3 separate regions of the Hordeum vulgare genome follow, and regions 1 and 2 are each linked to region 3. A link is a contact called in public Hi-C data. All regions are on one chromosome and are shown on one strand. The core of a region is the stretch at or near the end of the contact, and the rest is flanking DNA. Distances in the headings are between cores, read along the strand shown. Region 1 holds the start of LOC123441336. Region 2 holds the start of LOC123412506 (E3 ubiquitin-protein ligase SGR9, amyloplastic). Region 3 holds the start of LOC123441346 (1-deoxy-D-xylulose-5-phosphate synthase 1, chloroplastic).

Region 1 (4,234 bases), core at 486-2,985, 230 kb before region 3:
TTGAACTTTGTAATCAAACTGACTGTACGGTAGCCCAGGTCTGGGATGGGAATATACTGAGATTGGCATTCGGAAGATGTGTGGATCAGGCAGGCTTAGCTCTCTGGGACCGCCTTGTTGAGGTGGTAAGCCAAGAAACTTTATCAAATGGTCCTGATCTCCCGATCTGGAAGTTAGAGCCAAATGGGATATACTCAGTCAAATCATTTTATAGCCAAATTAATTTTGGGGGTGTGGTTTCTCCCTTTGGAGATAATCTGTGGAAAGTGATCTGCCCACAAAAGATTCACGTTTTTCTTTGGTTGTGTGTGCATAACAAGGTGTTAACAAGGGATAATCTGGAAAAGCGTAGGCTGGTGGAAGATGCTACTTGCCTATTCCGTAGCTGTAAAGAATCAGTGCAACATCTGTTTTTTGATTGCGTAGTTGCTACACAACTATGGGGTTTCCTGTCTGCAGCGCTTAGCAAACCAGAGATTTTGAGTTTTGATGATATTATACTGCTGTGGAATAATACTAAGGCTAATGCTGTGATAAACATGATGGTTGCTACCTCCTTGTGGAGCATCTAGAAGCTGAGAAATGAATTTTGTTTCGAGGGCCGATCCTGGAGAAGTGTAAAATGCATTCTTGCAAAGTTGGACATCTATATAAATCAGTGGAAGATTTTGTTCACCGATGCTCAAGCAACTCTGCTGCGGGACTTCATCAGTCTGCTGAACAAGAGACGTGGGGAATTGCTTCGTATCGCATGAAGATGATGCTGGGAGGGAGCAGGGGGGCTTAGTAGTTTATTTTTGTCCGTAATAAAAGATCTATGCTTGCCTCTTCGCTGTACTTGCTAAAATTGCACTCCTGGTTCGCCTAATCTGTTTTAGGTAGTCTTTTAATTTCGTCCTAGCTGGTTGATGGATATGTAAGACCCTGTTGCTTCATTTTGAATAAAGATGGGGCAGGGGGAAACCCCTTTTGTTCAAAAAAAAAGAAAAAATATTTTTTTCTTTCATGAGAGGCACTGATTTGCTTCTATGAGAGGCAGTGTCATGCCTCACGAAAAAAGTACTTCCGGTTCGGGTTTTTTCATAAAAAAAAGTTTATCAAAACCTATCAACATATGATTAGTCTGAAGATCTCGATACGAGAAATGCAACGGTAAAAACAATTTAAAATTTAAACGCATGATTTAAAAGATAAAATATTTTAAATAATCTAATCTACGAAAAAAGTAAAAACTCCCAGTGCGGTCACTTAACGCAACCAAAGATAATGAAAGTGGTCTTTACAAAAGGTGCTCCTTAAAAAAAAGATGCTCTTTAACTAATGATTTCGGACAATATGACCTCTTTCTTTGAATAGGTTCCGCTCCCTAATCCATCGAGCCCAAGCAAGATGGAGCGCTTAAGAGGGCCGGTTTGTCTTTTGGGCCGGTGCTGGTCTAATATGGAGCGGGCTTGAACAAATCCATTTTTCCATCTGGCGAATTTTCTTCCCCACCCGAAGACCCGAGATCTACGGCTGTGGATGCTGCTGTGGCGGCAGGCGCGGGCGGAGACGGACGCATGCGTCTTGCCAGCCCCACCCACACGGCCACGGCCACAGGCGAAACAAACGAGACCAGGCCGAACCAACCCAACCCAACCCAACCCAGAAGCACAGGCAGGCGACGCAAGCCAGCCGCAAGCCCCCACCCGATCGACCCCCTCCCCTCCCTTCCCTTCCCTTCCTCTGTCATTCCCTCGCTCGCCCCTCGTCTCCCCCCCTCGCCCCTCCCCCCACCCGCGTCAACCAAACCCTAACTCGCCCCACCCTCCAAATCCCTCCCCGCCCCTCTCGATCTCGCCGCCGCCGCCGCCGCCGCAGCCAAAACCCTACGCCCCTCCCGCCGCCGCCTCCGGTAAGCCCCTCCGCTCCCCTCCCCCCCTCTCCCCCGATCCCTCTCTCCATCGATTCGGTTCGGAGCGTGGCGTCCGGCCCCGCGGTTTGATCTAGGGGCGCGGCGGAATGCGGCCCGCCCTAGCGCGGCGCCCGGCGCGTGGCCGGGCGGCGTGCCCGCCGCTGAATTCGGGCGGCCTCGGCGGTCCCGCGCCACGGGATCGCGCTATTCGACGGCCGGGTGGCTTCGGAGGCCGAGGGGCGCTTGCCCCGCGGGCTAGGGTGATGCCCCGCGTCGGCAATTGTTTGTCAATTTCGGAGGTGCTTGGATTTCAGGGGTTCCCCCTCCGTTCGTCGTGTATCAGGGAAAACCATGGTGCAGCTGTGTTGTTCCCGTTTTATAGGAAGGAGGGGATAATTTCCCTGTTTGTTTCCTGGCTGAAGATTAGGTTTTGTAGGACCATGGGAATGCAAAACCTTGTTTTAAAGCTACTGCTGCAAGCAACTCGTACGTCGAAACTACTTGTCCTGTTATGTATTGCACTTCCTCCGTCCCATATTTATTGACGCGTAAATACGCTGATCGCTAGCGTTGTCGTTATGTGTCGATTGTCGTATTCTGTTAGTTCATTATATGATAACCAGCCACAATTTAATGTAGCTTGTATGCCAGAAGAAAGGTTGCGGTCAACCGGAAGTGGCGCCATAACGCATCTCTTTTAGCTGCTTTATATAGCAGAGTAAATCTGCAGTACTTGCCATGTTGGCAACTTAGTATGCTTTCGCTAGTGGCTTACCGGGCCTCTTAATTGCTGTGATGTTAGCTGTAATATGACGCTAGTGAATTAATTTTTGCAAGTAACGGACGGTTGGGTCAGCCTTGGTGTTTGGAACTTGTAGACTGGGGTAGATGAACACATTTCAACGCTTCAGTTTCTCTTGTTGCTACTTTGTGCTCCGGTGTGTGTAAACTATAAATTTATGTCTTCTTTGCTCTCGTAGATAAAACGGGGAAAAGGTTGCATTGGATATGCCAAATGAAAAATAAACAGCAATAATAAGGAAGTAATGCAACTGTAAATATGTGTCACTGGAATGAAATATATTATTATTCCCTGAGAGCCTTTGCCCCCTTTTAGCTTTATCTGTCTCCAGGCACTTCGTAACAAAAATTAGCTTTTGTTATTGAAACAATCAAGTTGGTTCTCATTGTTTAATTTCAAGAGTTTTTTGATGCACTGCATTAGTTTTCATGATTTTTGACATGCATGCAACTGTACGAAACATCTCTTATCTAGAACCACTGCCAGGAAGAGGCACTTAGTTGCAACAGTTTGAATCGTTCTACTTTGTTTGAGAGCAACGCTTCCTTTTTATCCTTAATAGCTGGTATTTTGTTTAATATAAATTCTATTGGGTCAGATGAATACTTTCCAAACGTAGCTAATTGAGCTATGCTTATCCAAGCACAGATTGTGATGCTATTGATCAGCATGTCAAGGTGAGGAGCGCTAATGAATACTGGGCCAAACTGCCAAATGCTAGGATCGTAGTGCGTGTTTCTTGGTCCTTGGATATCTATACTTGTGTTCCGTTGAAAATCTCATACTCCACTCATTGTCGACCATGCATATCGTGATTATTCAGATGACAACTTCTTAATCAATCGTCTGAAGTTTCTATCTATAAACTATAATGCTTAGATGGGTATAGTTATCATTTTTGGTAGAAAAGAAGCTACATATATTTGACTGGAGTGATAATTTTTGTTGAAACTTGACTGCAGGTAAAACAACCTTTCGGCTATTTGTTTCCGAAATGCCGTCTGCGTCCAAATCCAAGGCAAAGGATAGGGCAGCTGCTTTTAAAGCAGCAAAAGAGCAACCTAAGGTGGCTGTCAAGCCAGTGGGAAATGGCACCGGTGCTAGTACTTACAACAATCTCTCTGGAAAATTTCATCTTTTGGAGCCATCATCCTCTTTGCTGGGTAGCCAGGGTAACGAAAAATTGAGGAATACAGATGAAATAGACGAGCATTCTCGTAGCTCGCATGGTACAGGGGATTTTGATTGCGCCTCAAATAATGGCAGCTGTTCTGGCGAGTCAGAAGATACAAAGGAAAAATCAACCGGCACAGCGCCTCGAGTGGACTCTATTCCTGGATGTGATCTTGATAAACGTGAGAAGATCAGACAGAAGAATGAGAAGAAGCATCAAAGGCAAAAGGAGAGGCGTGCCCAGGAATTGCACGAGCGTTGCAAAGGATACCTAATGTCCAGAAAGTTGGAGACACTTGCTCAGAAGCTTGTTGCAATGGGTTTCTCATCAGACCAGGCAACGATGGCCCTTATACATAATGAGG
Region 2 (3,848 bases), core at 1,121-3,620, 150 kb after region 3:
CTCTATGTCAAGGATTCAGTTAATCCCATATGTTGTTCCCTTTGTCCTTCGGTATGTTACTTGCTTGAGATTCGATCGTCGGTATCTCCATACCTAGTTCAATCTCGTTACCGGCAAGTCTCTTTACTCGTTCCGTAATACAAGATCATGTGACCAACTCCTTAGTCACATTGCTTGCAAGGCTTATTGTGATGTTGTATTACCGAGTAGGCCCCGAGATACCTCTCCGTCATACGGAGTGAAAAATCCCAGTCTCGATTCACGCCAACCCAACACACACCTTTGGAGATACCTGTAAAGCACCTTTATAGTCCCCCAATTACGTTGCAATGTTTGATACACACAAGGTATTCCTCCGATGTCCGGGAGTTGCATGATCTCATGGTCATAGGAACAGATATATTGACATGCAGAAAGCAGTAGCAATAAACTCACACGATCATATGCTACGTTCAGAGTTTAGGTCTTGTCCATCACATCATTCTCCTAATGATGTGATCCCGTTATCAAGTGACAAACACTTGTCTATGACCAGAAAACATTGACTATCTTTGATCAACGAGCTAGTCAACTAGAGGCTCACTAGGGACAGTGTGTTGTCTATGTATCCACACATGTATTTGAGTTTCCAATCAATACAATTATAGCATGGATAATAAACAATTATCATGAATAAGGAAATATAATAATAACCAATTTATTATTGCCTGTAGGGCATATTTCCAACAATACCTTGACAAGATTTTGAATGAGTTCAAAATAGATCGGTCAAAAAAGGTGTTCTTGAAACTGTTGTAAGGTGTGAATTTGAGTAAGACTCAAAGCTCGACCACGGTAGAAGAAAGAAAAAGGACGAAGGTCGTCCCCTATGCCTTAGTCGTAGGCTCTATAGTATGCCATGTTGTGTACCGCGCGTGATGTCTGCCTTGCCATGAGCCTGTCAGGGGGTGCAAGAGTGATCCTGGAATGTATCACTGGACAGCGGTCAGAATTATCCTTAGTAACTTGAGGACTAAGGAATTGTTTCTCGATTATGGAGGTAATAAAAGTGTTTGTTGTAAAGGGTTACGTCGATGCAACTTTGACACCAATCCGAATGACTCTGAATAGCAAACCGGATTCGTATAGTGGAGCAATCATTTGAAATAGTTCCAAATGAAGCGTGGTAGCATCATCTACAAGATGACATAGAGACTTGTAAAGCACACACGGATCTAAAAGGTTCAGATCTATTGACTAAAACCTCTCTCACAAGCAAACATGATTAAACCCCACAACTCATTGGGTGTGAATCACATAGTGATGTGACGTAGATTATTGACTCTGGTTCAAGTGGGAGACTGTTGTAAATATGCCCTAGAGGCAATAATGAATTAGTTATTAATATATTTCCTTGTTCATAATAATTGTTTATTATCGATGCTACAATTGTGTAGAGGCGGATATAGTAACCTTGAAGATTGATGATTTGGATGACAATGCAAGGATGATCGCGCAAGCCATTCGTTTCAAGATGTTGAAGCGACAAAAAGATCAACCAGAGGCGGAGAAGGCGATTGAGAAGGCGACAACGATAGAGTAAGCGATGAAGCTCGGATTGCCGGTCCAACATGCCAATTTTTGCGTAGATTGCCGGCTGATATTTTTTGTGATTGGGCATGTAAGAACTAGATATACTTGTCTCTTTTTAGTTGTGACGGAGGTGATATGTGACCAATCGCGTGCTATATGATTGTGCGTGTCTGAATTTTAAATTGATTAAATTTGGCAGACATTTAAGAACATCTCTGGATGGTTGGCTCTTGTATCAACGCGCGTGGACTGGTCCTCATCGGTTTGTGCACAATACCATATCCGTTTTGAGGTTGGAGATAAGGATCCACTATTTCGATTGCGAATACTCGATGGATGTAATAGCATCTACAACCGAATTTTCATATTCATCTCGAACCCCCCAACGGGTTATCCGGTCACTAACCGAATGTAAAACCCGCACCCAACCGGACCTCACAAATCCGGCCCAAACGCCGGTCTTACGGTTGTAGATGCTTTAAATGATACTCCCTCCGTCTCAAAATAAACGACACAAAAATGATTCAACTTTATACTGTAATCAGTATAAAGTTGAATTATTTTTCAGTAATTTATTTTAAGATGAAGATAGTACTCCCTCCGTACCAAAATATAAGTCGTTTAAGATATTTGACCAGGTGTCTACATACGAAGCAAAATGAATGAATCTATGCTTTAAAATATGTCTATATGCATCCGTATGTAGTCTATTAGTTGAATCTTTATAAAGGTTTATATTTAGAAACGGAGGGAGAGTAGTACGTTACACCAGTGCGACATCCCATGTTAACACAAGTTCCCACACACGCTTCATTGCCCTCCAAAACTTTCAGTATATAAAAGGCCGTGCAAAATACAGATTTCCCACCATCTCACTCCACTGTCCACTCCTCCAAAACTGCCCGCGATCCCGATGGAGGCCAGCCATGCCCACTCGCCGACCCTTTCCTCGTCCGAAACCATAATGGCCGCCCTCCTCTCATCCATGTCCGTGCAGTTCCCTTCGCTGGTCCGGGCGATTGCCGCGGACGCGCGCCGGCAGCGCGGCCGCCTCGCTTTCCTCCTCCTCTCCCCGCCACATTTCGCCCGCGCCCTCGCGCGGCTCCGCTCTATGCCTCTCCCAGCCAAGGCCGCGCTGCTCGGCCGCGTGCTCCTCCGCTCACTCCTCATGCTCCTCCCGGCGCTCTCCCCCGACGGCTCCCACCACCTCCTCCGCCTCCCGACGCCCGACCTCGACGCCGCGCTCCTGCTCGTGGCCATGTGCGACTCCTACTCCCCGGCGGCATCCTCCGCTTCACCCGTGGACTGGCACGCACTGCTCGTCGACGACGCGGTGCGCAACGCGCTCTCCATCTCCGGTCTCGGCGGCACGCCCTGGGCCACCGTCGCGCCCTACCTCGACGCGGCCGCCAAGTGCCGCCGGTTCGCGGACGTCGTGTCGGAGGACCGCGCGGTGGCTGGCGCCGGCGGCGGCAGCAGCAAGGACGGCGTGGGGCGCGGAGGCGCGTCGCAGGCGACAGTGCTGGCGCTGCCGACCACGCCCGGGGACGGGACCCCGTGCGCGATCTGCAGGGAGGAGATGGCGCCCGGACGCGGCGGGGTGTGCGGGCTGCGGCCGTGCGGGCACCGGTTCCACTGGCCGTGCGCGCTGCGGTGGCTGGCGCGCCGCAACACCTGCCCGTGCTGCCGCGCCGAACTGCCCGCCGAAGACGCGCTCGCCGAGACCCGGCGCCTGTGGCGCGCGGTCGAGAGGATGGCGGGAGACAGCGGGGTCTGTGCGTGACAGCGCCGGGTGGATCAGTGCGCGTGGCATGCGGCCATACGGGACGTGCGTTTGGACGTGCTCGTGTGTCCCGGTCTCCAGTTGCAAGTACTGGTGTCAGATTCGTGTGGATGGCGATGGCTTTGGTGGGCCTGCGTGCCGAATACTGTTGCAGGATTACGGTTGGGTACATATACTCTCTACATAAACAAAAGGAATGGGATCGAATGTATACTCGTAATTAAGGCTCATCATGCCGTATCATCACGATGCAAATTGTGGGTTTAGTTTTGAGTTAGCTTTGGTGGATCCAAAGCAGGTTTCGCGGGATAAGGTAGGTAGTATCGTCGTTTTGCAGCCTAATTGCTCTGCTTTTTAGGCTTCTTGGTGATGATGTTCGTGCCTCGAACAACATGCATCACGGATGTGTGGATTATTCTAAGATCGTACTATAGTACGGTTACTTTGCGGGAGTAATTGTTGCCGATATGTAAGCCATCGCGATGGTGGACTA
Region 3 (4,042 bases), core at 800-3,299:
GATAAACACAGAGGCGGGAGCCACTCCAAAGTTGCAGGTAAGGGGAAAGGAGATAAAGTGTGTGCGTGCAAAATTGATTCCACCCAAACCTTTCCACTATGGGTCCCCTCTTAATAGTACGGCGTTCCTATGACTCAAAGAAAGAGAATCGTAGAGTACACCGTGCTTCTGTTCCATGGAAAGAGGGGGCGAGTCGTCTTGTGCCGTTGACATGTGTTATCTGAAATCTTAACACACACGATTAGTCCTTTGCGGTACTGTCATCAATCACCAAAATTACTTAGGCATAAACTATGCCCTAACACCAAAGTTGCGACTATTAGGACTTCTCTCCAAGGTACCAGCATATGGTTTGTGTGAGGGGAGTAGTGGTGGTGATGACATCATTATTTCCATAATGCAGTCGTGTGCCATGCCCTTCCATAACATTGCGACAATGGTAGAGATCTCGGTGGCCCTCCCATCAATGACCATCACGTTCGGCACAAGCTAACGTTCAACTCGTAAACGATGCCTCATGTCCAAGATACAACGGATAGCGTGAGCCCGATTACACTACCATGGCCAAGCATGTTGATTTAGCGATGGAGGCCTATGCAAGGACTAGCGGCGACACTGGCAAGAAGTTGGTTGAGTAGGGGTTGCAGTCACAAATAATTAATTTTGATTTGTTTGATTGCAACATTGGAAAAATAAATTATTCTTTCCAAGATGTTTGAGTGGATTGAAGGAAAACCATAGGGATTTTGGAGGATTCCAACCTATAGGACTATTTCCTATGGAAGTCCTTTGGATTGTGGGATCTCAACATGAGCTCAAATTTTATTTGTCCTTTGAGAAGTACAATGCATTTGCACTCGATATCTCTCTGTCCCCCCCCCTTTATCAATCCTCCAAAATTCTTGTGTTTTTCATGTGCACCATCCAAAGACATAGTTTATAAAATTCCCAGAGTTTTGAAATCGTATAGTTATACACACTACATGTCATCTTAATTTTACTTTTTTTAGTGTGGGTGTGTTTTCCTATTCCTATGTTTTGAATTTCCAGCAATTCCAAGAAGCCATGAAATTCCTATATGATTTAGTACAAATGTATTCTTAGAAAAAGTATTACAACATGATTCAACAAAAGCCTGATCATATGCTGGGCTGAGCCAGGTTTTGGGCCGGGTTGGAAAAAGCTCGAACCCCAAACTTCATGCGAGAGCTCAACCAGAACCTGAAGGCACATATTTTCTCAAGTGGTCGAGGTTTCGGGCCGGGTTTGAAAAATACCGAACCCCAAAGTTCAAGCCCGAGCTCGGCCATAGCCTGAAAGCACATACTTTCTCAAGCCTGGCCCGAATATAAGCCCTTAGGCCGAAAGCCCGGCCCGAACGTAGTTTGTGAGTATGGTTACGTGTAAGCCTGACCCGGTCTGTGTTTTTCAGATCGGGTTGTCCATCATCAGGTTTAATTCAACACTATGATTCAAACAATTATATATGAAAAATCCTAAGTATTCTAATCCTCCAATTGTTTTTCTTAATGAAAATCATTTGAAACAAAGCAGCCCTAAAAGCCAAAGAAACTAGGCTAGTGCTACCGGCGATGCTTGCAACCACACAACAAAACACTAGCACCATCATTTCTCTAGGACGAGCAGAATTGGCCAATGCCACACTCGAGCAACCAAGGCACGGGAATGTGGGGAACACTAGAAGAAGGCGAAACACCAAAAGTTGTGAAAGCCCATCATTTCCCGCCCCCATTCTTGTCTACTTATTTTCTTCTCCGTAATTGATGTTCCCAGCGTTACCTCCTATCCCATTATCTTCTCGTGATACTATGCCGAGCTGGTCCAATGGGATTCCGGATAGGTAGGCTCCTCCCTTTCTCTCTCCCCGATCGCTGGTGCAGCGAGCGCCGGGCGAAAAAGCGAGGCGGAGTCAGGCGCACACGGCCGAACGAATACCAGCCACACGCCCACGCGCCGGACAATGGCCTCGGTGGTCATCCGCACAGCCTATCGCCATCCGACCTCACCCCCATCCCCCATCCATCACCCCTCGCCACCACTATAGAACGCGCCCAGTCCCGGGCACGGAGCAACTCGTCACTCTCCCGCTCCACTTCCCCTCGCAGATCCCCCAACCCATATTCCGCATAGTGTGTCAGCCTGCCACTTGCTCTCGGCCCTTGGACGCGCTTGGGACGCTCATTTTTGGATTGGCCTGCTTGCTTCCAAGCACAAGGATAGGGGGGGAGTTGAGCCGTTGCAATCCTGACAAGGAGGTGGAGGAGGAGAAACAATGGCGCTCTCGTCGACCTTCTCCCTCCCGCGGGGATTTCTCGCCGTGCTGCCTCAGGAGCACCATTTCACTCCCGCCGTCGAGCTCCAGGCCAGGCCTCTCAAGGTTAGTAGCAATTCAGCGTACGCCTCCTCTCCTCTTCGCTCGCCATGGCCGATTCTTCTTCTTCTTCTTGTCGGTTCGAGCAATTCGGCGCCCGCTAGCTAGTGGTCTGTTCCTGCTCGTCTTCTTTGCAAACTGTAATCGCTGCTCGTGTCATCATGGCCAATGCTGGATCGATTTGGTGAGCAGACGCCGAGGAAGAGGTCGTCCAGCATTTCTGCGTCACTGTCGGAGAGGGAAGCAGAGTACCACTCGCAGCGGCCTCCGACGCCGCTGCTGGACACCGTGAACTACCCCATCCACATGAAGAACCTCTCCCTCAAGGAGCTGCAGCAGCTCTCCGACGAGCTCCGCTCCGACGTCATCTTCCACGTCTCCAAGACCGGCGGCCACCTCGGGTCCAGCCTCGGCGTCGTCGAGCTCACCGTCGCGCTGCACTACGTCTTCAACACCCCGCAGGACAAGCTCCTCTGGGACGTCGGACACCAGGTAAACAAGCTCCACAAGTTAACAATGCACACTTGGCCTGCCCCGGCGATCCGCCGGCGTGCCCCCGGATTGGGGTAACGTGCCCGCGCCATGTTAGGTGCTGCGCTGCGCGGCTCGGAGGCCCATCGATTGATCGACCGTGCGGTTTTGTTTATTCGATGCAGTCGTACCCGCACAAGATTCTGACGGGGCGGCGCGATAAGATGCCGACGATGCGGCAGACCAACGGCCTGTCGGGCTTCATCAAGCGCTCCGAGAGCGAGTACGACAGCTTCGGCACCGGCCACAGCTCCACCACCATCTCCGCCGCCCTCGGTAACTGACTACCTCTGCATCTGGTTACGAAGTACTTAATCTGCTCGTGAAAAATCTGTGGTGGCAATCAAAGTGTGTGCGTGTGACTGTCAGGGATGGCCGTCGGGAGGGACCTCAAGGGCGCCAAGAACAACGTGGTGGCGGTGATTGGGGACGGGGCCATGACGGCGGGGCAGGCGTACGAGGCGATGAACAACGCCGGGTACCTCGACTCCGACATGATCGTGATCCTCAACGACAATAAGCAGGTGTCGCTGCCGACGGCGACGCTCGACGGGCCGGCGCCGCCGGTGGGCGCTCTCAGCGGCGCCCTCAGCAAGCTGCAGTCCAGCCGGCCGCTCAGGGAGCTCAGGGAGGTGGCCAAGGTACAGCCTCACAAATGCACCTCCTACACTCCATGGATAGTACGGCAAAAAGCAACGTTGACTTGAAAGCAGTGCCGCGACTCGAATTCCAACTTGCTGCATGCGTAATAGGTTCGTGAAAAAAGGAAAACAAATTAGCAAGTCGTGTGCGCATGTTTGAACTAAACACTTACTAGTTGAAGAAAAATTAATTTGAAACAGTGGATGAAATGACAGGGAAATCAGCATCAAAAGCAGCTAGCAGTTTTTAAATCGAACCCAAACGCGTCAGTGTCGCCGTGGGAGTACACCTCCGAGTTTTAAATCATTAAACTTTTGTATGGTACATGCCAAAACTAGCTGTTTTCTTCCAGATGCAACGCACGCATACTCTATCAGTGCCAGGTGTAATGTATGGCTCTAACTATGCATCCATCAGAAATGGCGATGAAACCTAGAGTAGCATATCTAGTGCTGCCCACTAGCATTTTTGTCTTCA

The links. A called contact is a pair of places that touch in the nucleus more often than the background predicts.
Region 1: a Hi-C map of leaf shows a contact between it and region 3, with 4 times the contacts expected there. The contact joins the promoter of LOC123441336 here to the promoter of LOC123441346 in region 3. A contact is called at or near these places in 3 of 6 Hi-C or Micro-C datasets (leaf and seedling).
Region 2: a contact with region 3 is called in a Hi-C map of seedling, with 3 times the contacts expected there. The contact joins the promoter of LOC123412506 here to the promoter of LOC123441346 in region 3. A contact is called at or near these places in 2 of 6 Hi-C or Micro-C datasets (leaf and seedling).

The regions. Positions count from the first base shown.
Region 1 is chr1H:413,448,904-413,453,137 of MorexV3_pseudomolecules_assembly, forward strand. LOC123441336 reads left to right here and starts at 1,736. Exons shown (of 2, transcript XM_045117819.1): 1 at 1,736-1,894; 2 at 3,659-4,234. The coding sequence starts at 3,691.
Region 2 is chr1H:413,824,728-413,828,575 of MorexV3_pseudomolecules_assembly, forward strand. It overlaps LOC123412506 (E3 ubiquitin-protein ligase SGR9, amyloplastic), which reads left to right and starts at 2,371. Exons shown (of 3, transcript XM_045105462.1): 1 at 2,371-2,771; 2 at 2,774-2,864; 3 at 2,866-3,828. The coding sequence starts at 2,486. The coding sequence ends at 3,355.
Region 3 is chr1H:413,677,254-413,681,295 of MorexV3_pseudomolecules_assembly, forward strand. LOC123441346 (1-deoxy-D-xylulose-5-phosphate synthase 1, chloroplastic) reads left to right here and starts at 2,050. Exons shown (of 8, transcript XM_045117824.1): 1 at 2,050-2,398; 2 at 2,585-2,884; 3 at 3,049-3,199; 4 at 3,293-3,564. The coding sequence starts at 2,294.